2 separate regions of the Mus musculus genome follow, and region 2 is linked to region 1. Evidence: chromatin contacts called from public HiChIP or PLAC-seq data. All regions are on one chromosome and are shown on one strand. Each heading gives the region's core, a stretch centred on a gene start, on an enhancer-like site or on the middle of the called end of the contact. The rest is flanking DNA. Distances are from core to core; before and after follow the strand shown.

The links. HiChIP or PLAC-seq counts read pairs in DNA pulled down with a chosen protein or histone mark.
Region 2: an H3K27ac HiChIP or PLAC-seq map of extraembryonic endoderm stem cells shows a contact between it and region 1. The contact joins two enhancer-like sites. A contact is called at or near these places in 3 of 39 promoter capture datasets (the 3T3-L1 cell line, hematopoietic stem and progenitor cells and hippocampal neurons), 2 of 15 datasets of contacts at CTCF or cohesin (the NIH/3T3 cell line and large pre-B cells), 3 of 484 Hi-C or Micro-C datasets (B cells, the P5424 cell line and cortical neurons) and 19 of 115 datasets of contacts at active chromatin or transcription factors (CD8 T cells, bone marrow-derived macrophages, craniofacial prominence and 13 more).

What each region holds. Positions count from the first base shown.
Region 1 is chr16:33,840,298-33,848,105 of GRCm38.p6, reverse strand. Itgb5 (integrin beta 5) reads right to left here. Exons shown (of 15, transcript NM_001145884.1): 2 at 3,035-3,120. Among named protein-coding and RNA genes, the nearest start is that of Itgb5, 15 kb to the right of the region's middle. Within about 2 kb of position 3,830, at least 18 of the 459 cell types and tissues checked have an H3K27ac peak or open chromatin away from gene starts, as enhancers often do. A contact at or near this core is called in bone marrow-derived macrophages and extraembryonic endoderm stem cells, where this site is marked.
Region 2 is chr16:34,107,692-34,115,499 of GRCm38.p6, reverse strand. The region is part of intron 34 of Kalrn (kalirin, RhoGEF kinase); the gene reads left to right. Among named protein-coding and RNA genes, the nearest start is that of Gm41448, 8.5 kb to the left of the region's middle. Within about 2 kb of position 2,794, at least 37 of the 459 cell types and tissues checked have an H3K27ac peak or open chromatin away from gene starts, as enhancers often do. A contact at or near this core is called in bone marrow-derived macrophages and extraembryonic endoderm stem cells, where this site is marked.

The DNA of each region.
Region 1 (7,808 bases), core at 2,581-5,080:
TTGATTGGTCTGTAAGCTTAAGGCCTAAACTAGGAGAGACAAGGTGGTTATTGCCCAGGCGCTTGCAGGACTAGAACATGGAGCTCCCCCTGATATATGATATATCTATGCTTAGGCAATAGGTCGCTGGCCACTCAGCTCTTATATCCCACGAGGCTAGTCTCATTGCACGGGATAGAGTGAGTGTGCTTCAGCAGCCCGAGAGAGTTGCAAGGCTAAGCACTGCAATGGAAAGGCTCTGCGGCATATATGAGCCTATTCTAGGGAGACATGTCATCTTTCATGAAGGTTCAGTGTCCTAGTTCCCTTCCCCCAGGCAAAACGACACGGGAGCAGGTCAGGGTTGCTCTGGGTAAAAGCCTGTAAGCCTAAGAGCTAATCCTGTACATGGCTCCTTTACCTACACACTGGGGATTTGACCTCTATCTCCACTCTCATTAATATGGGTGGCCTATTTGCTCTTATTAAAAGGATAGGGGGAGATGTTGGGAGCCGCGCCCACATTCGCCGTTACAAGATGGCGCTGACAGCTGTGTTCTAAGTGGTAAACAAATAATCTGCGCATGTGCCAAGGGTATCTTATGACTACTTGTGCTCTGCCTTCCCCGTGACGTCAACTCGGCCGATGGGCTGCAGCCAATCAAGGAGTGACACGTCCGAGGCGAAGGAGAATGCTCCTTAAGAGGGACGGGGTTTCGTTTTCTCTCTCTCTTGCTTTTTCGCTCTCTTGCTTTTCTCTCTCTCTTGCTTCTTGCTCTCTTGCTTCTTGCACGCTGGCTCCTGAAGATGTAAGCAATAAAGTTTTTGCCGCAGAAGATTCTGGACTGTGGTGTTCTTCCTGGCCGGTCGTGAGAACGCGTCTAATAACTTAGTATTTGATCCAAGTTCAAAACAAATAAGCGTCTCACTGCATCCCTAAGTGTGGCAGACCTCTGGGTTCCACCAATCCTAAAACTAAGAATGCTGTAGCATCAAAAACCCATGAGACAGGGCTGGGGATGCAGCTCTGCTGGCGGGCTGTTCGCCTGATACCCACTAGGTCCTGGTTTCAACCCCTAGCGTCAGCTCAACCAAGAGTGGTGGCACAGCCTGTGGTCCCAGCGCTCAGTAAAGGGGAGTAGGAGGACGGGAAGTCCACAGTCATGGTCCCCTGCGTCCAGAGTGAGGCCAGCCTGGGCTAGAGATCCTGCCCCACTTTGTTTTCCTGTTGCTGCGATGAAAGACTCTAATAAAAGCAATTTCAAGTTCTAGGGTACCATCCATCATGGTGGGGAAGTCGAGGCAGCAGAGGCTCCAGGTAGCTGCTCCCATCACCCAATCAGAAAGCAGAGTATGATGAAAGCAAGCTGTCATTCACCTCCTAGGTTATACAGTCTAGGATGCCACACAGGGCCTGGTTGCTACCACAGTGGGTGGGTCATCTCCACTCAATTAATGTAGGCATGCCCAGAGGCCCTGTGAGTTCGAGGCCAGCCCGGGTCTACAAAGTTAGCTACACAAAGAAACTCTGACTTGAAAAACAAACAAACAACAAACAAAAAACAGGAAAAGATGAACTCTATAGAGCTGCAGAGATGGCTTCGCTGGTAAAAGCATACTACACAGAGACCCAGAACCATGTTGAACAGCTCACACCCACCTGTAACTCCAGCTCCAGAGGGTCTGATGGTTCTGGCATCTGCACGCACAAGAATAAATCTACATACATACACATAAGTAAATAAATAAATAAGGGCCGTGCATGGTAGCACATGCTTTTAATTCCAGCACTTGGCTCTGTGAGTGTCAGGTCAGCCTAGTCTAGAGAGTTCCAGAATAGCCAGAGCTATACAATGAGTTCCTGTCTAATTAAAAGTTTAAAAAGAAGCCCGACATTGGTACCCCCACACACACATACACACATACACAGAGGCATGCAGGTCTCTGTGAGTTTGAGGCCAACCTGGTCTACAGAGCAAGTTCCAGGATAGCCAAAGCTAAATAGAGAAACCCTGTCTGGAAAAAAAGGAAAAAAAAAAAAGAGAGAGATAGACAGACAGACAGACAGACAGAAGAACATAAGGAAGAAAACCTGTTAAAGAGACTCCCCAGCTTTACAGTAGAACCTGCTGATGCTCTCACCAATGTTAGCAGCAGATATATGTCTGACTTCCTTTTGTTCTGTAACTACAAAACTTCCTTTAACTTATCCAGGGTAGAACATACTGGAATCCTTGTTCCCAGGCCACAGGGACTCAGAATAAACTTTTTTTTTTCTTAAACTTCCTTTAAAGGAAGAGCCATTATTTTCCTTTATGGTATTTACAGACACCACCAGCCCAAGCCTACTTTGAATTGTTACACAAGAAACTCACTTCACAAGCTCCTGTCTTCCTCAGAATGCTTAGCCAAAGATCAGGAGACTATAGCTGAGTCCTATCTGGTTCTCACACAAAAGAGAACAGAGTCTGGTTTCTCCAAATAGGATTAACACTCAACACTACAAAGAGACCAGAACGTATAGCCTGGGAGTGCAGCTCAGTGTAGATCAAGGCCCCCGGAATCAATCCCTAACCCTGTGAGCAACTCAGTCAAAAGAGGACAAAACGTCCCGCAGGGTTAAAGCGCTTGCCTAACGTGCATAACACCTTAGGTTCAATCCTCAGTACCACGCACAAACAAAACAAGGAAAGAACCCAGAAAAGAAACCCTTGAGGCTGGCCTAGCAGCACAGGTGCTGGAAATACAGGCGCAGGAGGAGTGTAAATTCAAGACTTGCCTAGGCTAGAGAGCAAATTCAAAGCCAGCCCAGACAACTTAGTAAGACTGTCTCATATTTTAAAAACAAAAAAAACAACAACAACAAAACGAAAAACCTGGAGAGGTAAGGTGATGGGCTAAAGAGGTGATTATTCAGTACAACCTCGTACGCAAACATCTAGAACAAGTCAGAGCCGGGTGAATGAGCCAGCACCTGATCAGCCTCTGATGGAAAGTTCTGTGGCTCTTGTCCCACCCACTCTGCCCCTCCCCTCTCCCACCCCAGTACACATACCTCTTTGGAGCACCAGGCACATTTTGGGTGGATCAACAGGCATTCTTCACACGAGGTGGCACTTCCACTAGTGCATATGTTGAGCCCTTCAAAGCAAGATGAAAATCCATCAGTCAGTTTCTAGCTATAAACATCATTGGCAGGGAAGGAGGGATGAGGGCTCAGCCAAAGCGCTTGCTGCTCTCTCAGAGAACCAGAGCCTGGTTCCCAGCACTCCTATCAGGCAGCCCACGACCACCTGCAACCAGCTCCAAGGAACAGGATGCCTTCCCCTGACCTTCCTAATAATAATAATAAATAATAATAAATTAAATTTAAAAGCATGACTAATGAAGTAAGTCTCAGAGTGCCCCGGTGAGGACCAGCATGGGAGTCACTCCCTTAACAGGTCTGAGGCTATAAAGAACCCCAGTGCTAACTTCAGGTTTTGCTGGGGCTAAGGCAGTCTCTGAAGTCTCGGCTAACCATGTGCATTAGTTAGCAACTCCTGCTCCTGCTGGGTCAACGAGGCTTCTCTTTTCCCTTTTAGTAAGCAAATGCTCCCCTTTATGATGGAAAAGGTCTTCTTACACTCAGAGAACCCAAAAATAGGGTGGTGGTAAAAAAAGAGATCAGTTTCATTTAGATGTTAAAAGAGAAAAAAGAAAAAAGAAAGAAATCCCAAATCCAATTACTCTGGATATTAACTCATCAAAATCTACAGTTATTTAAAGAAGGCCAGCAGGCGCACACCCTTAGTGGAGAAACAAGAGACTGGTAAGATAAAGGGAGCCATTGATTCAGCAAATCTACTAGCAGGCCAAGGAGGGAAAACCTGTCAGTGTCCAATAGGTAACAAAGAAAGCACTGGGCGTAGTCACTCGGAGGAGGCAGGAGAATCAGGAGCTAGACCAGCCCTGAGCTACACAGGGATTTATTTCCAGACTGGCTAAGCTATGTAGGGAGACTTTTCCCAAAACTCGGTGTGGTGGTGCCTTTATCCCTGCACTCTAGAGGCAGGCAGGTCTCTGTGAGTTCCCTGTTAGCCAGGGCTACATAGTGAGACCTTATCAACGGAGGGAGGGAGGGAGGGAGGGAGAAAGGAAGGTAGGAAGGAAGGTAGGAAGGAAGGAAGGAAGGAAGGAAGGAAGGAAGGAAGGAAGGAATTGAGGAAGGAATTGAGGAAGGAAGGAAGGAAAAGGGTAGGAAAGGGAAGGGACAGTTATTCAGGGGCTGTGAGGATGACTCAGAAGGAAGAGGAAGCAGGAGTTCAAATCCCTAAAAAGCCTGGCCAGGCCACACACAGCTGTAACCCCAACACTGTTGGGGAAGCAGAGACAAGAAAATGGCTGGGGCTTGCTGACTACCAGCCTACCTCAGCTTCTGTGAGGGGCCATGCCTCAAAGGAGTTTGTTTTTGAGACAGGGTTTCGCTGTGTAGCTTGGTTGTCCTGGAACTCACTCCGTAGCCCAGGCTGACCTCTAACTCACAGAGATCCGCCTGCCTCTGCCTCCAGAGAGCTGGGATTAAAGGAGTGAGCCACCACCACCCTGCAACAAATGACTTTTAAAAATTAATTCTTGGGATATATAGCCCTGGTTCACTCCAAATAAGGTGTATGCATGCAAGCCCACCCCAAATAAAGGAATACTCACAAACTTTAAAATTAATTCATTAATTCATTCATTCATGGGCTGGAGAGATGGCTCAGGGGTTAAGAACACTGAATTTCTTCCTGAGGTCCTCAGTTCAATTCTCAGCAACCACATAGTGGCTCACAACCATCTGTAATGGGATCCTATGCCCTCTTCTGGTGTGTCTGAAGACAGTTACAGTGTATTCATATACATAAAATAAATAAAATCTTTTTTAAAAAAATTAGGGCTGGAGAGATGGCTCAGCGTTAAGAGCACTGACTGCTCTTCCTGAGGTCCCCAGTTTAATTCCCAGCAACCACGTGGTGGCTCACAACCATCCATAGTGAGATCTGACGCCCTCTTCTGGGGTGTCTGAAGACAGCTACAGTGTACTTACATATAATAATAAATCTTTTAAAAAACAAAGCCAAAAAACTTTTAAAAATAAATAAAATAAAATAATTCAACACACATTTTTGATCATTAAAAAAAATATATATCAGAGCACTTGGGAGGCAGAGGCAGGCGGATCTCTGAGTTTGAGGCCAGCCTGGTCTACAAAGTGAGTTCCAGGACAGCCAGGGTTAAACAGAGAAACCCTGTCTCGGAAAACAAAACAAAAAATCCGAAGCTAGTATTAGAAGGAAACTTCAAAGCCAGATGAGCCCCCACTGAGCTGGGGGAGAGGTCTTAGTGTGGAAATGAGATGAAATCTAAGGCTCTCTCTCCTTCCTCCTCACCTGCGCCAACAGCACAGGTGTCCTTGGTAACCTGCCCATGCCCATCTTTCCCTTCCTCTGAGAAAAAGAGCCTCTGGCCAAGAGCAGAGCTTTTCTCTGAATGAGAAGGATCCAATTAAGACCCGCGTTCCCCTGGCCGCTGCCTTGTACAGAGGACGGGGCATGCACACTGGACGGAGGAAGGAGGTTCCCAGCCTTTGTTACAAGAATATGCCAGCCTGCCTGACAAAAGTTCTGCTCTGGAGGGAGGAAGATAAGGCAAGGAAAGGAAAACCAAAAGAATGAAGAAAATACTGGGAAGCAGCAGAGTGTTCCCAAGTTCCACTAAGTATCATAAAAATAATTATGTATCTTAACGTAACATTTAACAGTGGTTAAAGGGACTGGCCAGACAAGCCTGATGACCTAATTAAATCTCTGGAATCCCAGTATGGAGGAATGAGAAAACAAATGCCACAAGGTTGTCCTTTGACCTCCAGACACACATACCGCAGCACAAATGAGCACTCGAGTGCATATGCACGCACACACACACACAAATAAAAAATAAACTAATATTGTAAATAATCAGTACAGTTCTATATGCTAACAGCAAGCTATCTGAAAAAGAAAGAAACAATCCCATATACAACATCAAAACACAAGCGAATAACTTAGAAATAAATTTCAATAATAAAGGAGATTTCCAATCTTAAAAAAAAAAAAAAAAGAGAAGAGAAGAGAAGAGAAGGGAGGGGAGGGGAGGGGAGGGGAGGGCTGGAGATGGCTCTGGCTAGATCCTGAGTTCAATTCCCAGCAAGCACACCTTCACAATTCCCAGATCACAATCATCTACAATGGGATCTGAAGCCCTCTTCTGTCATGTAGGTATACATACATGTAAGAGAGTACTCATAAGCATAAATAAATCTTTAAAAGGGGGAGGGAGGGGCTCAAGAGAAGGCTCAGCAGTTATGAGCACTGGTTGCTCTTGAAGTGGACATGGTAGCTCACAACCTTTTATAACTCTAGTTCCAGAGAATCCAGGGCTGCCTCCTGACCTCTGCAGGAATCAGATACACACATGGTACATGTGCATGTGTGCAGCAAAACATTCATACACATTACACGTAAAAACAAAACGGAGGGACATGTATGTGGGTTGGATCACTGTTAAAAGACTCATGCTACCCAAATGGATCTGCAGAGTCCTATTCAAGCCCTATGCATTTTTCACTAAAATTGTTTTAAGAAATTCTAAAATTCATCTCAAAGAGCTAAAGCAGTTTTGAGCAAAAAGAATAAAGCCGCAGGTATCATATTCTCCAATTTCAAATATACCACCAAGCTACAATGTCAGTGAGGAGGGATAGAGAGACACAGCCCCCGACTGTCACCCTCAGCTGCCTGGAGCTCCCTAGCCTTTTAGGGCCTTGACTGAGCCCAAACCAGGGTTCATGGCTTCACCACTGGAAAGAATTTCAGGACTAGCCAGTTTGTCAGGCACAGTCAGGAGATTTTTATTGAAGACATTTTAGTATAAGCTTAAGAAGAAAGTAAGCCACACCCGAGTGTGAGTTTGAGCTTCTCACTGGAGAGTAAGCAATGAAGGGTCTTAGCATTCCTTGTATGGGCCATTCTGGGGTCTCTCAAGGTACTGCAAGAGTTGCTAACAGACTTATTTTTATTTTGTATGTGCACAGCACACATGCCTGAGGTCGTCAGATCTCCCGGAACTGGAGTTAGAGACGCTTTGTTAGCCTCCACAGGCCATTAGAAACCCAACCTGGGTCCTCTTCCAGAATCACAAATGCTCTTAGTCACTGAGCCATTATCTCTCCAGGGTCTCTTTGCCTTTTGGCAAGAGAAATGCCTTGCAGAGGATTATAATCTGATAAGGTAAAGCCAGAAGCCACTAGGGTTGCTCAGGGTTTTAGAGGGCCTTTCTCGGGAAATGTGGCTTCCTGGATTCCTAGAAAGCTGCAAGGTTTACAGAAGGGATGGGGGAAGGAAGGCCTTGAGTAGCCGTAGCCGGCGATGGTTCTTGCTTTTCTGCAGAGGGGTTCCTGTCCTCCTCATGTCCCAAAGGTTCTCCCTGCCTTTCATCCTGCCTCCAAACCAATCCAGTATTGACTGCCTCTGCCTCTGCCCCATCTCACCCTCCTCCCACCAAAAAAAAAAAAAAAAAAAAGAAAAAAAGAAAAGGCGATACACAATGGAACAAAACAGAGCCCGTAAAATAAATCTTCACATTTATGGTCAACAGATTCTCAGCACTGGTGCTAACAGCCACAATAAAAGCTTAGTCCCTTCAGTAGGCAGTGTTGTCAGTGGCCGCCCACGGGCAACCCTTGACTCACCCACATGCAAAAGGCAACTCAAGATGGATTACAGACTCAGTGCTCGGATGTCGCTCAGGCCAGTGCTTGTCTGGCATGC
Region 2 (7,808 bases), core at 1,545-4,044, 270 kb before region 1:
ACTTCTGGCAGATGTGAACCTGATTAGAGATGGGTTTTCCCATCTCAAAAGATCTGGATTAAAGGTGTGTCTTTCCACCTCCAAGATCCAGATTAGAAGTGAGTCTTCCTACTTCAGATCAGGCATATAATCTCTCACAGGGGCGCCCTCCATTTGGAGGTTTTAGTTAATTCCAAATGTAGTCAATTTGACAATCAAGAATAGCCACTGATCGCCGTTATCCAGGCCTGGTCTGTTTTCCGTGTGCCTCTTATTTACTGGTGCCAGGGAGACTAACTGTAGTGGCTCTCCAAAAAAGCTCTCCACCATAGCAGCTCCTGTGTGCCTGTTAGCAGCAGGGCCGCTCAGGCCCCATCTACCTGCTCCGTGAGTGACTCTACACCAGCTAGTTCTTCAGGTGGCTGGTTCACAGTGGAGTCTGAGAACACTGTCTTCCAAAACCACTGTGGCCTCAAACTCATGCATCTTCCGTTGAAGACACTGAGGCCCAGAAAATGACAGAGAACCAAATCTTAGTCTAGATCTGAGTTGTGTAAATGGTCAGATATTAGCATGGGGATTCCATCTGTGCATGAGACCCAGGGCAGGCTGCCTGATACATGGAAGGCTGGGACCATGAATTTCTGCTTCTGACCACTAGGTGGAGGTGGTGGACTACCATTCTCGTAGTGCCCAGCTCTTCAGCCTCAGGGAGATTTCCATATGAAATGCAAACTAAAGGCTAAATGAATATTACCCCTAACACCTGCCACCCAGTCTTAATCAGTGGTGGAAGAACGGACTCAGAACTGTTTGTCTCAATTGGCCATTTAAGTTTAATAGTAAAAGACTGGTTAATGATAACAATGCATTTTAAAACCTTCAGAAGGAAAGAATGTTTTGTGGACCATTTGTGTGTGTGTGGGGTGGGGGGCAGTTTTAAGTTATTAGTTTTCAAAATCAGTACTTTTTAATGGAAACAACCAAAAATCTGTCACAGAATTTTGAGACCATTAAAACAAGTTTAGTGAGGAAAAAAAAAAACCTTGATTCCTCCTACACACACACACAGCTACACCCCACCCTTAGTTGAGCCACTATCTTCTTCCTCCCCTCTTTCCTTTGAGGACCTTGGGGACACTATGGAGAAGCTGTATAGAATTTGTAATTACAAGTTCCTTTGAAGAAACCAATGCCCACCAATGTCCACCAATGCCCTCTGACATCCTTAGTGTAAAGGAAGACTAAAATCAGGATTAGAGTGCGCCTCTGTTTTGAGTTAGGTGAGGAAAAATGGCTCTCTCTCTCTCTCTCTCTCTCTCTCTCCAGAGCTTGCACACACAAAGCACACTCAACACTCCCCAGTCCTGGGACTTACCCCGAACCTTTGTTGTCCAGCAAAGTAAGTGCCTACAAACTTCCACAAACCCAGACCTTAGAGTGCAGCCAGTAAAGGAGAGAAAGATAGCTTTCATAGATCCCAGGTATGGGTTCTTTTCCCTGAGGAGCCCGCACCCCCTTTCCAGCCTGTGACTGAATGATATGTGCACACCCTCCGAGAAGATGGGCTCACTACGTGTGCAGGTGGTTAGCATCAAACCAAGGATGGAGAATCAGAGGCTAGTGAGAGGCATTCAGGGTGAAACTCCCATGGGACAGACTAGGGGAAGCTGTAGAGATAGGACCCAATGAGAGCTGAGGACCAGGGTGGGAAAGGGAGAAGAAAGGAGGGAGGCAAGCAGTTGCAGGACTTTCTAGCTAACTGAACCAACCAGAATGGCTTCCAAAAGTGACCACCAGTCTGCATTGGCTCTTTAGTTGCAGGTTGGCCTCTCTTTCCAAGCATAGGCCGGCTGGGCCTGCAAAGCAGCAGTGTGTGAAGCCACTCCCATTCCAGCTGAGCTAGAAAATAGGGTGTCAGGCCAAGCATGGTAGCTTACACCTATACTCCCAGCTCCTAGGAGGTTGAGACAGGAAGCTTGCCACAAGTTCTGGGCTGCCTGAGCAACAGTGAGACGGGGTGGGGTTGGGGGTGTGAATATAGACATGAGCACTGTAGCGCTCTGCCCCCCACCGTCAGGACACAGGATGCTATAGGCACCCTCATACCCGGAATAAAAGACCACGTTTGGAAGCAACAGAGACCCAGTGAGCTGATTCTGCTTGCCTCCCAGCCTGGCCACCTACTAGCAACCTGGCGCTTTCTTCTGCCAGCTGTTGATTTTATTCAGTAGGCACGCCACAGTAGAAATTACCCTGAATGCGTTCCCCGGGCTTTGTGGAATAGGAGAGGACAGCCTCAAACTGGGAATGTGGAGGTCAGAATTGATTTCTTCTTCAGTTCCCAGGAAAAAGGAACTAGCCCTGCTAGATTTTGTGGGTTGGCACAAGTCGATACCTTACAGGCTGTGTGAGGTCCCAGGACTATCTATGATACGCTAAATGCTCTATGGATAACTGGGCCAGAAACAGGAGCATAAGGACTACACATCAGGAAGGGAACTCAGGGCACCTAGAACAGGTCTTCAACCAGTGTGTCCATTAAAGTCGCACGAGCCTTCCAGAACAGCACCCAGAACTGGCTGGAGCCAGAATCCCTGTCTGAGGCATGAGAAGTGAATGTTAGGTTCAGCCTGGGTTGAGAACCTCTGCACTAGCCCAGGCTTCCATCTTCCAAAGAGAGTCTGGGCCACAGGAAGGCACTGTACCTCTCCCAAGCCACAAGGAGCCAGGCAGAAGGAGCTCCCACCCCACACCTCACTCTCTGCACACTTAGCCTGCAGGCCTCTAGATGGCTCTAGGGTTCTTCTGCCCCTCCTTTCCCGGGCCTCCTCTAGGGCAGGAGGGGGCTGTTCCAAGACAGGCAATGGTGTTGACTCACGGGATTGTCAAGAAAAATCCAGACTTTGTAACAGAGTTGGGGCGGGCCTGCCTTTGACATTCCTTTCCTCGCCCTGGTCTCTCAGGATCCTCGCTGGAGTTGGGCCTTCTGAGATCTAATCTTCTCTCCACAGCTTCCTCTCACTGTCTCAGCAGCAGGTAGTTGTGGGCAACACCCCACAAAAGACAAAGACTATTGTGATTTCCAACTCCTGAAATCTGGAGGGGTTTTGTTTCGTTTTTTTAGTAACACACTCTGCCGTAGACCAAAATTCAGGCATGTGCCTCAATATTTCAAGCCCCTTGATGATTCTGATGCTCTGTGGGCTATGGGCTTAGCACCCCAAGCCATGAAAACTGTGACAGAATGCAGTGTGGCGTCCCATCGGGGTTTATCAAGACAGAGAATTTAGCAAGGAAGGGCAAAGCAGTTGGACTAACACATGGGCAAAGAGCTTGATAGATGCTTCGCCAGAGAAGACCCACAGGTACCAGTGCACTGAAGAGAGTCAGCATCTCTGCTCACCAGGGAAATGTAAATCAATGCTGTAATGGGATGCACTTAGATCTAATAAAATAGCTCTTAGTTATGGACACACCTCAGAAAATAGCAAGTGTCTGTAAAGATGTAAAAGAAGTTGTAATGTGGCTGGATGGCTGGGTGAGATATAAAATGTTACCATAGCTATGGAAAACACTGTAGGAAGTCCCAATATGTGTATGTAAATTATATATATATGTATATATATGTGTGTGTGTGTGCATATATACATGTATATGTGTATGTGTGTGTATATATGTATATGTGTGTGTGTATATATATATATAATTTATGACCCAGTAATCCCACTTCTGGAAGCATTTTGAAATCAATTGAAAGCAGAGACACAAACATATCTACACACTCATGTTCATAACATTGCTCATAGCATAGCAGCTACAGGTGCCCATGGACAAAAGAACACACAAAGTATGGCCTGCGAACAATGAACATTATTCAGCCTTAAAAAGGAGGAAAATCTGACACCAGCTTCCATCATGCACAGACCTTGGGAACATTATGCTAAGTAAAAGGACCCAGTCACGGAGACCAGTAGTCTATTATTTCACTTACATGGCTACTTTGAATAGTCAACTTTACATAGGCAAGAGGCAGCATGGTGATTTCCAGGGACAGGGAAGGAAGTGATGGGCAGTTAACTGTTCAGTGGGTGCAGTTTCAGTTTCCCTTCTGGAGCCCTTTGGTTGGCCAACACGCTGAATGCACGATTCTCCTAAGGTTAAACACCGTTTAAAGTCAACGTGCCTTATGGCATAGGGGTGTGTGCTTACAAACAATGAAGATTTAGTTAGCCCTGGATTCTTGGGCCCAGGCTGCAAAACCCCATCTAGGTCCCTCTCTACCATGATACATGGTGTGTGTGTGTGTGTGTGTGTGTGTGTGTGGTTTTTTTCTGTCCCTGGGTGCCTTCTTCCAGCTAAGTCTGGAATTCTGAAGAAGTGTCATAAAATACACTTGGGTGTTCAGGGAGCTGGAGCAAAGGGCAGCAGCCCAGGTGGCCCTGGCTGGATACAGGCAATTCTGTCTCTTGGACTTACCTGACAGTTTCCACTGTCATAACCTAGCTGACCTCAGGGACACTCACCCAGGCTGTGGGTAAATACTGCCAGTGGCCTGGGGACAGAGAACAAGGCTGTGAGAATTGACATCGCGGTGTAAATCTTCATCCACTTAAAAACAGCACCACCTTCACTTTGTTGAGTTCCTCTGGACCAGTTTTAGGGCTAAAGCTTTCATAGCAATAAATTATATTTTGCTCGTTTTATAGACTAGGTGACTTGCCCTGGCTGCTTAGCTCCCAGATGGTGCCCTCAGGGCCTGGCCTTCCCTTCGGCTCAGCATCCTCCCAAGGCTGAAGGCATCAGAATTTAGTGAGCTCTTTAACTTTAGTGGGCTTCCATCTGCGGCTCCCTGAGTTGAACAGTACTTGGATGAGGATTTAGACAGCACTGGCCCCACCACAAAGGCCACACCAGCCAGACATGGCAGCTCAGGCTGGTAACCCTGGCACTCGAGAGACAAAGGCAGGAAGATCACTGAGGCTAGCCTGGGCTAGAGAGCAGGGTCCTGCCTCCAAACGACAAAATAAAACACACTGCAGCATACGTTTCCGACTCCCCCTCTCACTTCTGACATTAAATTCTCCCCCCACCCCAAAAAAGGGAAGCAAGCAGAGATAGATTGTGTCCTGTGTGTTTGTCTGTCATGTGGGGAAGTCAGGGTAGCAGGGACCAGAGGCCACTGTTTACACTGTACCTGTGGTCCAGAAGTGAAGAAGGTATATGCTGGTACTCAGCTAGCTCTCCCTTTCTTTTGAGTGCAGGACCCAGCTCATCAAATAGCGTTGTCCACTGTTAGGGCGGTTTCCCCCCTCCATTACCTAATGTGAGATGGTCCCACAGACAGCACCAGAGGCTGGTTTTCTTGCTGATTCTACAGCCTGTCCAGCTGACATCAGTATTAACTGGGAACTTGATCTACTATGAAGTCTTGGGGCAGAACTTATCTGCCTCTGACAGGGGCCACCCTAGCCTTGAAGCTGTTGCAGTCTGCCCAACAGACAGCACATTCCACCACTGAAATCCCAGATGCCAAACCCCCAAAAGTTGAGGATCTCTCTCCTGGTCTTGTTGGTATCCAATCCAGAGAGTTAATGGTTCTGGCCTTTGCCTTAGTCCAGAGCCCCAGCAATGAAATAGTTGTCCACAGTTAGGGCAGTCTTCCCACCTCCATTAGCCTAATGTGAGATGGTCCCTCACAGACCAGGGCACCCTCTAAAGGCCTGATCTCACACACACACACACACACACACACACACACTTTTTGGTATAATAACCTTGGGTTTCATATTACTCTGCCATACCTAAAACCATAAGAAACTAAAAAGGCATAAAGGATAGTCTAAAAACAATTCCTTTGGGACATGAAGCAACTGGTTACAAACTGCAGCTAGCTGTCCTCCAGTCCCTCTTTATTTGTACAAGTTATATGTGAATTTAGAGTCCGCTGCCTCATGGAATCTTGGGAGCGTGATGCATGAGTGGACAGTGGGTTCCTGCACTACCCATACGATCTCACCCCACGATAACACTGCCTTTATACTACACCTGCAGTAAAAAAACAGTCAGGTGGTTTGGTCCCAGTCTGTTGGGGAAGCGGCTCGAACTGTGACAGAAGCTCTTGGGAGGTGGAAGCAGGAAGATCGGAAGTCCTGGGCAATCCTGGCTACACAGCAAGTTCAAGCTCATCAGGACTGGATGGGATTCTTTCCCAAACCACAATGCTATTGGCACCTGAAACAAATCATTGAATCAGAAGTATTGTAATTGATCCGGGTGTGGTGGCGCACGCCTTTAATCCTAGCACTCAGGAGGCAGAGGCAGAGAGATCTCTGTGATTTCAAGACCAGCCTGGTCAACAGAGTGAGTTCCAAGACAGCCAGGGCTACACAGAGAAACCCCATCTTGGAAAAAAAAATAAAAAATAAGTTAGAATTAAAACTTCCCCTTTTTAAAATAGAATTAAAAAAAAAACAAAAAAAATAGAATAAAAGCTGCAAATGGCTCTTGATTATGTTTAATTTCACCTGGGAAATTTGGATTCCTTGGGCTTCTGGAACCCTAGAATTGCAGAAGATGATGGATTCACCCCTCTCCTAATATAGGTGACCCCTTCTTCAGAGGCCCCGACAGGAGGTGAGCCAGGCATGACAGGAAAAGCCTCAGAAACTGGGGTTCATAATCCCAGGAACCTGTCAGACTTGAGTAGTCCCAACACTAGGAAGTTCCTTACACTTAGTCCTCAAATCTAGATTCTTGCTTCCTGCCCAGGCCAGGAAGTTCTCCTTTCCCATCCCCACCCAACTCTTCTCACTCCCTGTCCACTGTCTACTTCCAATCCTTTTCTGGAATGAAGTGCTGTGCGTTATATATAAAATGTTAGATGTTAGGGGCCTGCAGAGATGACTCAGCAGTTAAGAGTGCTGACTGCTCTTTCCAGAGGACCCAAATCTGGTTCCCAGCACGAGCACGCACACGCGCGCACACACACACACACACACACACACACACACACACACACACACACGGTAGCTCACAACCACCTGGAACTTCACTCACAGAGGATCTGACACCCTCTTCTGAACTCCACAGGCACACACACGGTACATGTGCTTACATGCAGGCAAAACACCCATATACATAAAATAAATATCTCCAAATTGCCCAATTCTCCTCTCATAAGGCGTAAGAACCTAGCAGTCTCTCCCCAAATCTTCTATTAAATGCTTCAAATAAAGCTCGTCAGACCCAGGACTCCTGAGTTCTTTAAAGTGATTATTTGTGTCCGTGGGTTGATGGTCCTGTTTGATATCCTTGGGATGGGAACTCTGTAGCCCAGCCTTAATCTGCATGTGGCCTGGACTCTTGTTTACAGACTCTGACCTGGTGTTCTCTGACAAAGGACTTCACGGCCTTCTACTCTGGATGTCTGCAGGCTGCTCAGATCTGAGTTCTTACTCCAACAGTCAGCCCTTCATTCTGCTGTTTGGGCTGAAATGGTCATTTTTATTACCTCCCCCAGCCTTCCTGAATTGCCTCTAGGAATTCTAAAAAGAATGTCTGTTTTCTGTCTCCAAACTAGATAAGCGCCTGCGGTGATCTGAAGTAGTTAGCCTAAATTACTTAACGTTAACTGTGCCAAACACAGAACAAATATCTTCACTTTGAGGTACAATTTATCAGACCGGACCACATAAACTTTACACTTTTATAGTCAAAAATGACTGACAATCAGCATACTTTGTATGTTTCTGGTTTTGTTTTTGTCTTTTGAGACAAGACCTTACTAGCTTAGGCTAGTCTCAGTTACCCTGTTGTAGAGGCTGGTC